5 separate regions of the Mus musculus genome follow, and all the other regions are linked to region 4. The links are chromatin contacts, called in public Hi-C maps. All regions are on one chromosome and are shown on one strand. The core of a region is the stretch at or near the end of the contact, and the rest is flanking DNA. Distances in the headings are between cores, read along the strand shown. Region 1 has its middle 42 kb from the start of Gm12022. Region 2 has its middle 190 kb from the start of Gm39601. Region 3 overlaps Gm31674 (a long non-coding RNA gene). Region 4 has its middle 140 kb from the start of Gm31268. Region 5 has its middle 88 kb from the start of Gm12022.

Region 1 (2,700 bases), core at 113-2,612, 1.1 Mb before region 4:
GGGGCACCTGGATACATTTCTACATTGGCATCACATCTGGTAAGTGGATAGTCTCTGTACTGAGATGATGATTCAGGTATCTCAAAGGAGACAGTGTTTAGGATGAGACCTGGGAGACAAAGAAATACAGGCAAGGTGCATGGAAGATAGGACAAAAAGAAGCAAGCAGAGTTCAGTGTTCAACCAGCATTGGGACAAGAAGACCAAAGCTAGACAGGTGATGTATAGTCAATAGATCAACAGAGTAAAAATTGGAAGGTTAGGGTATACAAGTGCTAGGAGATATGGGTATAAAGAAGGGCTTATTCATTAAAAAGGAAACAAAACAATAACAACAATAATAACAATAACCAAAAAACTGAATCCACTCCAGGGAGGATATGGTAGCTTGGAGACAGGAGGACATGATTGACAGATTCCAATCACAGAGGTGAATTTAAACTGTAATATATGTGGACAAAACAGTAATTTTGATTTTCTGGAAGGCATTGTAAAACAAATCAAAAAAGTTGAAGCTAACAGCAAAATTATCTTGAAACTTTGGAATCACTATGACTGTGAACGTGGCTTACTGTGTTTGAATGTGTTCTTTCTTCTCTATGGAACACTCTGTGGTCAGATCCTTAGAAAAATCAATAAAAGATATTTTGAAAAAGAAGTTACTAGAAGTCATAAAAGACTTGAGTTAGAGTAGATATTTTGCAGCTGTTTCTAGCCAGGGCCAGAAAGTGAAAACTAAGCAGCTGACACATGTCCCCTCGTAACTTTTACTGAGCAGACAACTTCCCTTCATCCCCACCACCCTGCCCAGCTTTACAGACCTTTTATTTTAATGTGAAAAGAATTTTTAAAAAGTTTTGAAGTTAATAAAATATACAACTTGACCTGGTTAATTTGAACCAGTTTGCAAACTCCCTTTATATAGAGACAAAAAAAATAAACGTACAGATTAGCAAACTCTTGGCAGAGTCTCTGCATCTCATGTTAGCAAATTCTTTACTTGTTACATTTCCGGCTCCCTGGACATGAGGATGAATTAAGCCTGAAATAGCCAGCCCTGGCTAATTATATTAGTATTGTTTTTTTGCAGCAAGAAAAAGTGTGTCACGGTGTTCAGATATGCTTAAGCCAACATTAGCTCTGACCTTCCAAGTTTTGGATGTTGGCCCCAGGATTTTGGATCCTGAAATAAAGAACCCTTGGCCAAAGACACTCTCTGCCTTTCTGATCATTACAGATTTTGTCATTAATGGAAGTGACAATGCTGCCAGCTAGAAAGAAATTGAAGGGTAGAGGTGGACTGCGCAATGAGGACTGGCAGAGCCTGAACTGGCCGAAGCTTGCTGACTCCTGATTTAATGTGGTTCTGGATCTTAAGAAACTCTGCCCTGGTGATCAAGTGAGAGAAAATGCATTCTGGGAAGAAGGTCAGTCCTAGAGCCGAGGAGCTGTTAGATGTTGCTGTCATCTACTTTCTAATGTTCTCTCAGCGTTGCCCTGTAATTCACCTTTCCCAGAAGGCTTTCCTGCTAAATCCACTCCCCTCATAATGTTATTGTAATTGGAGGGTTCAACACTGCTTTTAACTTGTCTCAACTCTCTACTTACATCTTTCATTCTTCTTTCTAAGAAATGGCTGTATATCTTGGCACTGCGTTCAATGCTAGCCACACAATGCATGCTTAATACTTTGTTGGGGGCATTATGAGAGAGTGTTATGTTCAGGAAAAGAGACCATGTCATGTAGCATCTAGCCACCTTGCAAGCAATATTCTTCTGAATAATCCCCTTTATTACTACCATAAAATATTATACTATTCTTATTGCTTTTGGCAATAAGAGAGAGCTGATAAAATATACCTTTCCTACCAGACCTCATATACTTAACTATTAGGCAAAATCTGAATAGAAAGCTGGCAATATATGAAATGCCTGGTTCTTATAGAGAAAGCCAGGTCACTGGAGTATGAAAGTTTGATTCTGCACTTAAAGTGGTCTAGGAAAACATAAACCTCTGTATGTTAAGTGTGACTGTTCTGTTGGTCCCTCCAGGGTTTTGAAATGGAGCCTTGTCTCAAGGTCTTCACCAAGCCTTTCTTTGAGAAGTGGTCTGAAGCTTACTCTCAAACCCTTAAATGTAAAAATAAACAAGCATTCAGTCAATGAGGTCCCCAATGCCTTGCTGTACCACAACGCATTTAGAGTCATAAATCACAAATCCGACAGGCCTCTGATGATGTATTGTGTGAATACACCGTAATGACAACACTGACGATGTAGTAACGCAATAGACCTCAAAAGCCTATCACTTCAGGAATCACTGTTTACACAGAGTCAAGGGAGGAGTTGATGATGGAAAAATTGAGAGAGGGGGAAGGGAGGGAGGGAGGGAGAGAGAGAGAGAGAGAGGTTGTTCTGGTTGCCAGTCACCATTTTGACAAGCTGTGAACCCCAGACTGAAAGCTTCCACCTCCCAAGCGCTGGTGTCTTCCGTCTCTGAGTGGCCGTGTGATTGTACAACTCCCAGAGATGTAGCTCTCTCAGACACAGCAGGGCATGAGCAGAACCAAGTTGCAGGCTGACCTTCTCAGCTCCAAACTCTTGCTGACAATTCCAAGTTTTGTAGTGAATAAAATAGCTAATTATACCCAAATCTTCAAATTCAACCAACAGCAGGTCCGAAATGTTTTGTAAAAACTG
Region 2 (2,700 bases), core at 154-2,653, 2.0 Mb before region 4:
CTCCCTCCATCCCACTTCTGGGCCATCCATTTCTGCTTGATTCTTTTTGGAGGCCTCCTTTGATCTATTGCAATAATTTTTCTTCTCTGAAAAGAATCTGTAGTTACTTTGCTGCTCAGCTCTGGTTTTTCTGTGACACCAACAGGAGTGTGGAGGCTTTCTTTTTCTTCTCTGCCCATCCTGTCTTTGGGGTTTGCCTGGGATGCTAATTCTTGCCTGTATGGATGGATCCGAAGATCCCATCAAACATGGACCAGCCCCCAAACTGTCTTTTTCGTATTCTGCAATCTCACTTCCATACTAAGTTACCATAACTAAACTAGGATATGTGAAATTCTCTTTTGCCTTTAAATTTTTATTCCTTAATACTATTTCAAACACAGGGGACTGCCATTGTAACTTTTTACTTGGGAGTCCCATGCCTTTTGTATGTTAGCATTTGATTTCCATATAAAAAGGTTCAATTTTTTTTTATTTTGTTTTATGAACTTTCTGAAATGTTCTTGATGGTGATATAATACACCAGTAAGTAAATACTGACTTAGGGAGTGATTTTCTTTTGTCTAACTTCAGCATTCAGGGAAGAACACAGCCGCAGCCATCACTCTGTGGGGCTATGTGGTGTTAATGTAAGGTTTTGATTAGAGACTTTTCATCCCCCATTCTCCACTTATTTTATCAACTCTCAGAATTTTCACTAGTTCTGCAAAGGCATCCCAGGGGGAATCCACGCCATGTTTTAATGGCTCGGGGACAGACAGGATAATGCTACATATCTCTGGGTTTCTTTACATCCGGGCATTTACTCTGTATGCCTCAGGGTCCAGGTAAAATGTTGGCTTGGGTGGCTGATTTGAAACCTGAGCCTCCCACACATCTGCTGTGGACACTGACTGCGGCAGAGAAAGTGACTTCTCTTCAAGTTTTATTTGGGTCATAAAAATTCATGCTGTGTACCGCCTCTTTCGGAATCCGTTCCATTAAATGTGGCTAGGTCCAGAGTACACTCTGGAGGAAGCCAGGAAGGACATTAAAATGCTTAGTCTATGACACACTTCCTTATTTTTGTCATTTTGACATTTATGTGTTGTTTCATTAGGGATTTTTAAGAGAAGACCCCTTTTCGGCAAGAAGTTTTCCCCAGATCGCCATAAGAACCCACAGTTTATAATCAAACAGCTGTCTGGGTTGCATGTCAGCTGAGCCGGACCACCTGCTGGCGGTTAACCTCTGGAAGGTTATTATGAGACAATTGTTGTTGTTGTTTGTTTAAAAAGTTTCAGAGCTTAAGGAAAATATTAGTAATGAGTGACTTAACCTGTTCTGTTTACTGTTCCCCTCAGCTTGCAGATGGCGTTCGGAGGCCAGAGGGAGGATTCCACTAAAGCCAACACTATTTTGCACTTGTTTTGGAGACAAACCATAAAAATAGGCTTGGCAGCAAGGAGTCTGCCCCGGGAGGAGGAGCGGGCAGCATTGCAAAAGCCCTTTAAAAGGAAATAACCATTTGTGGTGACTGGATGCAAACGTACCATCTCAACGCAGCCCTTGGATTCCACACGTGGTCCATATTAAGCTGAGGTCTGGCAGAGCCGCCCACCTTCGGAGCATGTGTCTTTCAGCCATGGCATTCTGGAGTTTGCCATCTGTTTTCTTCACTTCCCTGCTCATCCCTCTCACCAATGGGGGAGACGGCTGAGAGAGTTCTCTCAGACAGCCGCTGGGGGATAATTTTCTAAGTCCTATAAAACCCAGTCTCTGCACATCTTTTTGTATGAACCGATTACAAGGTGACCTGCCTCTCTCCTCGGGTCTATGGGGTCTGAATGCCCTTTGCAGAGGCGGAAATGGCTTTTTTTGTGGTGCAATTAGGGACAGCCAAGGATAGCAGCTAGCAGGATGAGATATTCTGTGAGGGTCAGAAAACCCCATTTCACCCCTATTCTCAGTGTCTTGAAAAGTGACCAGCTTGTGGTGGGCACTCTCTAAATATAAGTGAATGAATACCAGCACCACTATCTCCTTCTGCTTCTCCTCCTCTCCCTGGTCCTCTTCTTTCTGCTGCTGCTTCTCCTCCCCTCCTTTATTGTCTGCTTACTTCCTTGTTTATCACTCAAGTAACACAGTGGTTAGGAAATGTGGTTGACTCTCAGCATTCACATCACAAAAGTGTCAAAATCTTTTCTGGCTGTGAATTACAGAACATTTAGGGTTGAATATTTGGGCAAAAGCCTGCAGCAGCTGACCTACAGAGCCAAAGAAAATGAAAGAGGGAAATATGACTTGGGTCTGAAGCAACAGAATGGGCCTAACTGTGTCGTTGGACAAGTTAATTCATCTCTCTGATTCTCTACTTCTTCTATTATACAGTGGAATAAGGTCAGGTTTCCTACAGGGATTTTTGTTGCCCTGTGAAAGTAAAGCCTGGTGCAGAAGAGAGGCCATGTTTACTACTGTTACTAATGGACTGTTGTTACCCCTCTGTACTGGCTACTTTTGTGTCAACTTGACACAGGCTGGAGTTATCACAGAGAAAGGAGCTTCAGTTGGGGAAATACCTCCATGAGATCCAACTGTAAGGCATTTTCTCAATTAGTGATCAAGGGGGAAAGGCCCCTTGTGGGTGGTGCCATCTCTGGGCTGGTAGTCTTGGTTCTATAAGAGAGCAGGCTGAGCAAGCCAGGGGAAGCAAGCCAGTAA
Region 3 (2,700 bases), core at 67-2,566, 1.3 Mb before region 4:
GTTGGGGAGTGGATGCTGAAATGAAGACAAGGAGCTTGCTTTAGCAAGGATCAAAAGTGTGTGAAAGTGTGCACATGCAAACGAGGTCCCCACCCCAGGAAAGTCACCCTGGAATGGAAATGACAAAGCATGGAACACACACTATCAATTATTTTCACTAAGCACTTAAGATATAGAAAACAAAATCTGCTTTGGGAATTGACTGAATGTTTTATTTAGCTTTTTTATTGAGACATTCTTTGAAAAATGGCATGATGTAAATAGTTTTACAAAGCAACAGTATGATCAATCTCTAAACTAGAATATAAATCTAAGCTTTCATTAACTGCTGGTAGCCAGTTTAAATTGTGGTCTTGTCCATAGTGCCTATCTATCTATGTATGTCCAAGTTATATTAAAAACCTTTAAATGGCTTTGTAATATCAGCCACATCTAGCTATTATAATAATTAATGGTACTATTTTATAAATCAATACATGTATTCTTGATAAATTCATATCCAGATAATGGTGTAATTTAAATAAAAAATTAATGTAATAAAAGACACACAGAAATGGGCAGGAAATCTTTAAAGGTTAAGAGCCAAATTTGTCTAAATTCATTTGTAACCTGTTTTGGAAAAGTTTATATTTAAAATCAGTAGAGTTTTTACCTTGTTTCTGTAGAATGAACCTTGCTATTTCTAGGGTGGTATCTAGAACTGAATTTGTAATATATTTTCTGTTTAAGCAATTAAGTTTTAAGCACAGTTGGAATATGACAAATATCTTCCTGTTATTTTCTGTTTTGTGATTGTTAAATATTCTTCAGAAAAATAGAACGAAACAAATTGTAAGCCTTAGCCAGTTATTTATTTCTTTAATACACAAAATGAATGTAAATGTCTTTTAACAATATAAATGAACTGTCTGGAAAGCCCCAGAGCTATACACACAGTTTATTTAAGGGGCGAAGGACTGATCAGTTTGGTGAATTTCAGTGTGTGTGAGCTCTGCATTTTCTCTGCTTTCTCTTGGAATGAATGTCTCAAGGATTTTAGAAAGAAACAGAAAGTGCTTGGGAGAGACCGAAATGCATTTCTACACAGCACATGGGTAAAGAAACATGCCAGAGTAGAAGAATACATTATTGTTTAATCTAACAGATGCACATGGAAGAGATATTAAAGAATGACTACATTTAAAACAAACAACAGGAGGTAGTAAACTGTCAAATATAGCACCAAATCTTTCACAGTGTGCAGAGCGAGCACCTCACAAAAGCATAGCTTTCAGGATCCCTCTGTCCCGGCTGCCCTGCCATCCTCTCTGGGCAAGCAGCAGAAACCAGCCTGTAATCCACTGAGTGCTTTCTGACATTTTTTTTTCTTAACATTTCTCAGCTTTATCTAGAGGAGCAAAAGGGACATGTGCAGTTGCCTTTGACACTGATGGGTGTTTTAAAATGGAAGGGGGCGGGGGAGGAGCCTCAGCCAGTCACTTCATCCACATGCTACACGAACAATTGATATTTGCGGAAAGTTTACATTTCCAATGAAGCTGCCTTTTGAGGAATTCGTCTTAAGAAAGCTGCTATTTGACAGAGGGAAAGGAGACTATTCGGTGGTGATTACATGTTACTGTGCGCTCAGGTCCAAGTATTTAAAATGTATTGTGTTTTTCAAGGGAACCTGCAGCAAAATCACTCCTAAGAGGCTTAATTTAGGTTTTATAGGAGGAGCATAAAAAAGACTGGGTTATAGCAACATGCTGAAATATGGGGTACATTTTAAATATCTTCATTTAAAAACGTATGTTTATTTTCCCTCCTGGGATCACTAAGGGTAGGTCTCAACAGAAAGCAAGGGCATGTGACATTCTTAAAAAATTGTATCGTGAAAGGATCACATTCCAGGGTAGGTTTGGGCATTTTTATTAGCCCAGATAACCTCTTAATTATGTCACTGCCTCCACTTGTTAATCAGAGACATTCAGCACAGTTAACCACACAGTCAGTACCTTTAGGAGCCTCCGTTCTTACTAAAGATCAGAAGCACATTTTATTCCTGTCATTGTATTATTGCATATATGATTAGCACTGCTCCAATCCGCTCTGCTTGCTTTAAATACATACCCCCTACGAAAGTGTTGAGCTGCTTCCCAGTGTCATCACTTCAAGCTGTGCAACCCCCATAAAGCTTGAAGGAACAGATCACATTCCCTCTCTCTGCCCATGCCCCTCACAGTTCCTATTCGGATCAATTTGAGATTTCTTCTGCAGCCGCCAGGGCTGAGAGCAAGGTGTAAGTGGAGTAAATAAAATCACCGTTGCTTTATCAACCCTCCCAGGTAGTTTTTCTGCCAGCCAGCCTGCGCTGTTAAGACCCATAAAGTTATGCAATAGCAACGACTTCCTCCAAGGTTCTCTAATCAGATAATGGCTGATGTAGGAAGAGAAGAGCCCAAGGCGGTGTGGCTGGCACTTAACACTGCGGTTGGTCATTACTTGTCTCGTAGAGACCAATAAACAACTGATTACTATCCTCTAAGAAGCCAATATTCAACATCCGCCCCATTCCCTTTTCTCCTTTTCTTCTGGACTTCATTTTGCAGTAAGTATTTGTCAAAAAGATCAATGAAAAATAGCCTCCTAGGTACCTTAAAAATAAGAATTTTGCTAGCTTGTAACATTGCCTTTTTTGGAAAAGTGAGAATGATTCTT
Region 4 (2,700 bases), core at 49-2,548:
TTAGAAAAGCAGTTTGTTTTCAAGTCCTTCTGGGAAACCATATGATATTGTGTGTTAAAAATCCCTAAGTATTAATAACTTTGTGGTTATCCCAATTAATATTTCTCCAAGAAAGAAATTGTGCTGTGAAAGCAATCATAAGCATCCCATGTTGCCTGAAAGAAAAAGGCAGACATGTGAATTATAGTACATCTACTTGGAAAGTTGTACATCCGTGGAAACAATGTTATAATATTGGTTATGTTATTATAACATTGTAATAATATTAGTTGTATATTATACATAGTTATAATAATGAAAAATGATTATTATAAATATTAGATGGTAGTCTGAGGAAATGCACATGAAAAAAATCCAAGCCTTCCAAAAGTAAGTTATAAAATTATGCATGTGCTATAACCAAAGTCATATTATACATATATTATAGTCAAGCTTTTGTTTCTGAAAGTTGCAAATGATGATTCCGTACAGCTGAGGATACCTGTATGAAAGAATCTCTACAGACTTCCTACGATGCGCAGTAGTATTTAATTTTTTGTTTTCATTTACATGCAACTGTTGTTTCAGCTCTTCAGCTTTCAGTCTTTCCCTAGAATGTGTCTTTTACGGGAGAAACGCAGCTTCCAGTAAGAGGCTGAAATTCCCGCCTTCCGGGAAAACCCGCAGAAACCCAAGCTCCCGGCGCTCAGTGGTGCTTCCTGGTTTCCACCCTCTGCCTCTAAGGCCATTGTGCTTGAAACTTGTTGGAGTGAAAGGAATTCCCGGAAGCCCCAAGTCAACGAAGAAAGAAGCCAGATCGCAGTAGCAGATGGTTCATCTTACAGCTTTCATTTATTTTCTTTACGTGCCAGGAGGGGGTTACATTATCGACTGGGAGGGTGACCACACCTCTCTTCTTTAGAAAATGCCTGCTTGGCACCGTGGCATTCACCCAAGAAAAGTGTCACATTCTTTTGTCCCAGAGGTCCAGAGAAAGCTCTATCAGGCGGTTTTTGTTTTTGTTGTTGGTTTAAAAAAAAAAAAAAAAAAAAAAAAAACAGTATAATTACCATAAAGAAACCCTTCTGTCTCAAAAACACAAGCTTCCCATACATGGTAAGATGAACTAGACGTTATTTCTCTGCACAGCAAAAAAAAAAAAAAAAAAAAAAAAACCTTTTGGCCCACCCTACAAGCCATTTATGGGTTTGATTAAGGCCCACGGGTGTCTCTAACTTATTTATTTAGGAAACACTGTTATTGTCTTAATGTAAACCCAGTTCAGGATCAGTTGACAGTTGGAAAGCTGCGGCAGAGGGTTTTCAAAGGCGCCTCCTTGGAAAGGGGCTCTCCATTCAGCTCCAGTTTCTGAGTCGTACTGCCAGCTCTGCTCAGAAAATAAACAAATGTTTGTTTTACAACATGGCAAAGGGGGCTCCCATTCATCGTGGGCCAGATATGAAAACAAACTTCCACGTATAAGGGCTTTTGATACACATGACTTACTTGGATGACAAGAGGCTCACTGGGGAGTGCTTAAAGCTTATTAATATTGCACAAAAGACTTTTGTTTATCATTTCCCTGGACTGCCTGGGAATCACAGATTCAAGCCGCCACCCGGCTGGTGTCCTAGCATTTTAGCTGCCTTTAACGTGTGCAGATTGTGAAAGTACTGCTGGTTTGGAGCCAAACACAAACTCTCCACCAAGCCAGGTGAAAGAACTCAGAACTGCAGGGTTCTAAGAACCAAGGTTGGGATTGAAATTAAAGAGAGAGCAGAGGGGAGAGAGCTCCCTCTACAGGTAAAAAACTAGATGCCTTGCATCTACCTGCTTGGAAACCAGTAACTTCCAGAAAATTTGGAATCCATGGCCTGTCTAAAGAGACATTTCACCTCCTATTTAAACAGTCTACGCCTACAAGCTCTACTCTTCAGACAATGATCATAATGAAAAATCCTCTCTTGAGGCATCTGTTTACTAGGAAGGTGTGCAATGAGGTATAACCGATGTCATCTCCACCTCCCCTGTAATCTAGTAACCACAAGCTACTTGTGGCTGTGCTTAAATAATGCTGGATCGATGGATACAAAAGCAAAGAGTTTAAGGGGAGGATTGTGCTGTGAAGGGTGCAAATTAGCTTTTTTTATACCTATTACATACTTAGAAGATATTTGTAATAATTGGATTAAATTTAAAAATAATTAAATCAATTTCACCTGTAGTTTTTTCCCCCATGTTTTTAATATGACTACCAAAAAATAAAATTACTTATTCATCATCTATTTCTATAAGTGTTGGCCTAGATAATTAGGGTATAGTATCATATCAGAGCTAAAGCCTGTGGGATCTTTGATTTGTGCTAGTTTAGTTGATTCCTTTTTTCTGGTGCTGGGGTTATAACCCCGAGTCAGGAAAGTGTTCAACCACTGAGCCACAGCCACAGCCACAGCCACAGCCACAGCTCACTCACATTCTCTTGCCTTAAACATGCCCTTTCCACCCACAAACTGAATTTCTGAAAGCTAAAAGGATTTTTTAAAAAGTTTTAATGCAAACATCTCTATTTAAAGTCTTATCAAAACATGAGCAAACTTGCAGTCTGTGTGTGCTGAGAAGTGTCATAAGAAAGGGCATATTTTCTCTCTATAGTTCCGATTCTCGCGGCCATGCCCTTTGCTTTTTAATTGCAAGTTACTCCAAGAGAAAGAAATTCCTTCT
Region 5 (2,700 bases), core at 54-2,553, 1.1 Mb before region 4:
GCTGTGTCACAGGAGCCAGGGAAAGGCAGGGGCACCCACAGCACCAGTTTTGGGGCAGGTGGCCCCATGAGAAGGCCTGTCCCCACTCTTCTCTCCCATTTATAAGTCATGACAGATTTACTCATCTTACTCCAAGCCATTGGAAAGGACTTGAGAGCTGTGTATCCCTTGCTCACCCACCCATTCTGTATATGAATGTGGAGGTCCTGTACTCCTTTATGCTCAGGGGTTCCCCTGAGATTTGTAGACCCTGAGCTGTGAAGAAAATGAACTGGCTTTCTCAAGCTTCTTCTTGCTTGAGAATCCTTGCCAGGGACTTTTTGATGTTAGCTTATTTCTACACTTAAGTATGTTTCCTCTTGCCAGTGTGCTATTTTCTCTTAATGTTTTTCAATTAAGATGTTCTGAGTGTCTCAGACTGGTTTGAGCTCATCTCAGGAATCCCTTAAATAGACAGGTGGTTCCAATCTCCCTTACCCTGATTGCCTTGAAAACTTATTTGTGAATCTTTTTGCTGCTAAAAGATGCTTGTATGCCTTCCAGTGAACATCTGTTTATTTTTGCATTGTGATTTTGTGGCTAGCTGTTGATGCTGCCTGTCATTTCCCAGTGACTACAGAGGATCTCCCTCTTAAAGGTAGATCCATGGCCGTGGAGAAATATAACATGCCGTGGCAACTTTATCTTCTCATGTTCCACCTGGCAGCTGGGCTGATGAAGCAGCAATACCCTGGCTGGAAACTCCAATGGCCTCTGACTCTTGTAACTTAGTTAGCCAACCCCCTTTCCCCAGGCAACAAGGCAGCTCTTGACAAAGCATGGGAGTTGGCGCCACAATGCCCTTGCTGACCTGACCATTAAAATTCAAAGTAGGAAGTCTCCAGTGGAAAAGTTCTGGCTTTAAGATCATGTCTTGTGAACAGATGGATTAAAGCCAAGTGGCTGGCTGCTCCCTCTTGCCAATGCTGGAGAGCTATTCCTATCCCGCATGGCTTCTACTCTCGCTGAATAATCAGGCTCCTTCTGGCCACCTGGAAAATACAGAGTCAAACACCTGTTTAAGTAGAGGTGGTGAGCTCTGGGCCTGCCACCACCAATCCATCTGCAGCCACAGCGCAACATTTACCAGCTGCTTTACTTAGCATGAGGTGGGAGCCTGCTATACTTCGATGAAAGCTTCAACAATACCCTTAAAGCATCGTAACACATGACAATTTCCACATCGGTGGGGACATGCAGGCTCAGAACTGATGCCTGCCAAGGTTTCCAGGGCTGGGGGAAGGCTGCAAGAGCTCAGCCCAGGCCCCACTGAACATGGACTCACTGCTGGTCTCTTAAGAACTGGGCTGAGGCAATCATTCTCTAGGAGCAGAAGGTGGCTGGGCCTAGTTGGCACTCCATTCCAGGAAAATGAATGCATTCTGTCGGAAGCACTGTGGAGACCATCATTTTCCACAGAGCAGTTCTCTCCTTTGTCTGGGGATAGCTCAGCATATAGAGAAAGCCTGAGAGAAAAGAACAGAGTATAAAGTTTGTGCCTTTTATATTGGTTTGTGTACAGCATCTGTGGTGCCCGTTGGGCTAGGAGCTACTAGCTCTTTGCTCCTTTAATTCTTTGATTGTCACCAATGCCAGGCTAATAAAAATAGTCATTAACACAAGCACACTATGGTATAAAGCAACAGCATGCTCCATCCCAATACCCAGGCCTTGTTTCTCAGAAGCAGAATGTGTTTCTGGAGAACCTCGGGTAGTTTGGTAGGAAGACGCTTGAAGAAATTCTAGAGTCTGGTTCTTACAGTTATTTATGAATAATAAAACTTTAAGGAAGAAATTATTGCCATCTTCGGTTTCTGGCCTGGGGATTTTACATCAAGGCAGAATGTTACATTGAATTAAAGTTTTTAATGAGTGTTCAGCATGTGCAATGCTTTCTAATAATTTATATTTCCAAACTTTAACCCTATGAGGAATATATTTTCCTTATAGGTGAAGAACATGATGTGAACAGAGTTGCCTACCCCCAACATCTTTGTAAGTGAGTGCTAGAGGCAGGAGTGAATCCAAGCAGTGGGGGCTTAGAGTCTGCAAACCACTCTGGTTCTATGAATCACTGGGGAACAATTATGTTCATCTACCACCAGACTGTTTAGGAGATAATTCATTTTTAAAGATTGCACAGCATCTTGCTCCTTAAGTATGTTTTTCACACTTGTTTTAGAAACTACTCTTTCAGACAGCTCTTGTCAAATAATTAAAACACTTTCTCCCACAGGTCCTCTGTGGCCTCATAGAGACGAGAGGATTGAGGCCATAACTGGGTTCTTGTCACATCTGGTAATGATCCTACTCCTTAAGAGGCTTTCTGTCCCATTACTTCTCAGACCTTTGTGATCAAAGGTCCTTTGCTGATTTGTGATATGAAGGCAATATAGGCATAGAACGGTATGGAAAGTGTGAGAAGAGGAGAGTGACTTTTCCTGTCTCTTCCTTCCACTCCTTATGAAGTTTCCTATGTTTCTGCTGTGTCACAGTTGTCTGAGCCAACTAAGAAATTGTCCTTATCTTGTTGAATATGACTGGCTCAAGACTCTAGTCAAAACGGTCAAGAAAGGAACTTGTCTATCACCAATGAAAAGCCAAGTCAGTCAGCTCTTAACTTTGTAATTCCCTTGGAAGCCATAACTAGGCTCAGGAGGT

Evidence for each region. Hi-C and Micro-C count contacts between places; a contact is called where the count stands out from the background.
Region 1: a Hi-C map of uterus shows a contact between it and region 4, with 4 times the contacts expected there. The contact joins two enhancer-like sites. A contact is called at or near these places in 1 of 484 Hi-C or Micro-C datasets (uterus), 1 of 115 datasets of contacts at active chromatin or transcription factors (embryonic stem cells) and 3 of 9 other capture datasets (embryonic stem cells, embryonic tail and embryonic trunk).
Region 2: a Hi-C map of uterus shows a contact between it and region 4, with 3 times the contacts expected there. The contact joins two enhancer-like sites. A contact is called at or near these places in 2 of 484 Hi-C or Micro-C datasets (cranial neural crest and uterus), 1 of 115 datasets of contacts at active chromatin or transcription factors (astrocytes) and 2 of 9 other capture datasets (embryonic tail and embryonic trunk).
Region 3: a contact with region 4 is called in a Hi-C map of cerebellum, with 3 times the contacts expected there. The contact joins two enhancer-like sites. A contact is called at or near these places in 10 of 484 Hi-C or Micro-C datasets (the N1E-115 cell line, adipose-derived mesenchymal stem cells, cerebellar granule neurons and 4 more), 2 of 115 datasets of contacts at active chromatin or transcription factors (astrocytes and differentiating embryonic stem cells) and 3 of 9 other capture datasets (embryonic stem cells, embryonic tail and embryonic trunk).
Region 5: a Hi-C map of cerebellum shows a contact between it and region 4, with 2.4 times the contacts expected there. The contact joins two enhancer-like sites. A contact is called at or near these places in 3 of 484 Hi-C or Micro-C datasets (cerebellar granule neurons, cerebellum and uterus), 1 of 115 datasets of contacts at active chromatin or transcription factors (astrocytes) and 1 of 9 other capture datasets (embryonic stem cells).

The regions. Positions count from the first base shown.
Region 1 is chr11:18,533,708-18,536,407 of GRCm38.p6, reverse strand. No RefSeq gene overlaps it. Among named protein-coding and RNA genes, the nearest start is that of Gm12022, 42 kb to the right of the region's middle. Within about 2 kb of position 1,362, at least 9 of the 459 cell types and tissues checked have an H3K27ac peak or open chromatin away from gene starts, as enhancers often do. A contact at or near this core is called in uterus, where this site is marked.
Region 2 is chr11:19,422,859-19,425,558 of GRCm38.p6, reverse strand. No RefSeq gene overlaps it. Among named protein-coding and RNA genes, the nearest start is that of Gm39601, 190 kb to the left of the region's middle. Within about 2 kb of position 1,403, at least 41 of the 459 cell types and tissues checked have an H3K27ac peak or open chromatin away from gene starts, as enhancers often do. A contact at or near this core is called in uterus, where this site is marked.
Region 3 is chr11:18,753,632-18,756,331 of GRCm38.p6, reverse strand. All of the region lies in intron 1 of Gm31674 (a long non-coding RNA gene), which reads right to left. It overlaps Gm28401 (a long non-coding RNA gene), which reads left to right. Exons shown (of 2, transcript XR_872259.2): 2 at 1-835. Among named protein-coding and RNA genes, the nearest start is that of Gm31674, 6.9 kb to the right of the region's middle. Within about 2 kb of position 1,316, at least 22 of the 459 cell types and tissues checked have an H3K27ac peak or open chromatin away from gene starts, as enhancers often do. A contact at or near this core is called in cerebellum, where this site is marked.
Region 4 is chr11:17,459,174-17,461,873 of GRCm38.p6, reverse strand. No RefSeq gene overlaps it. Among named protein-coding and RNA genes, the nearest start is that of Gm31268, 140 kb to the right of the region's middle. Within about 2 kb of position 1,298, at least 50 of the 459 cell types and tissues checked have an H3K27ac peak or open chromatin away from gene starts, as enhancers often do. A contact at or near this core is called in cerebellum and uterus, where this site is marked.
Region 5 is chr11:18,579,849-18,582,548 of GRCm38.p6, reverse strand. No RefSeq gene overlaps it. Among named protein-coding and RNA genes, the nearest start is that of Gm12022, 88 kb to the right of the region's middle. Within about 2 kb of position 1,303, at least 25 of the 459 cell types and tissues checked have an H3K27ac peak or open chromatin away from gene starts, as enhancers often do. A contact at or near this core is called in cerebellum and uterus, where this site is marked.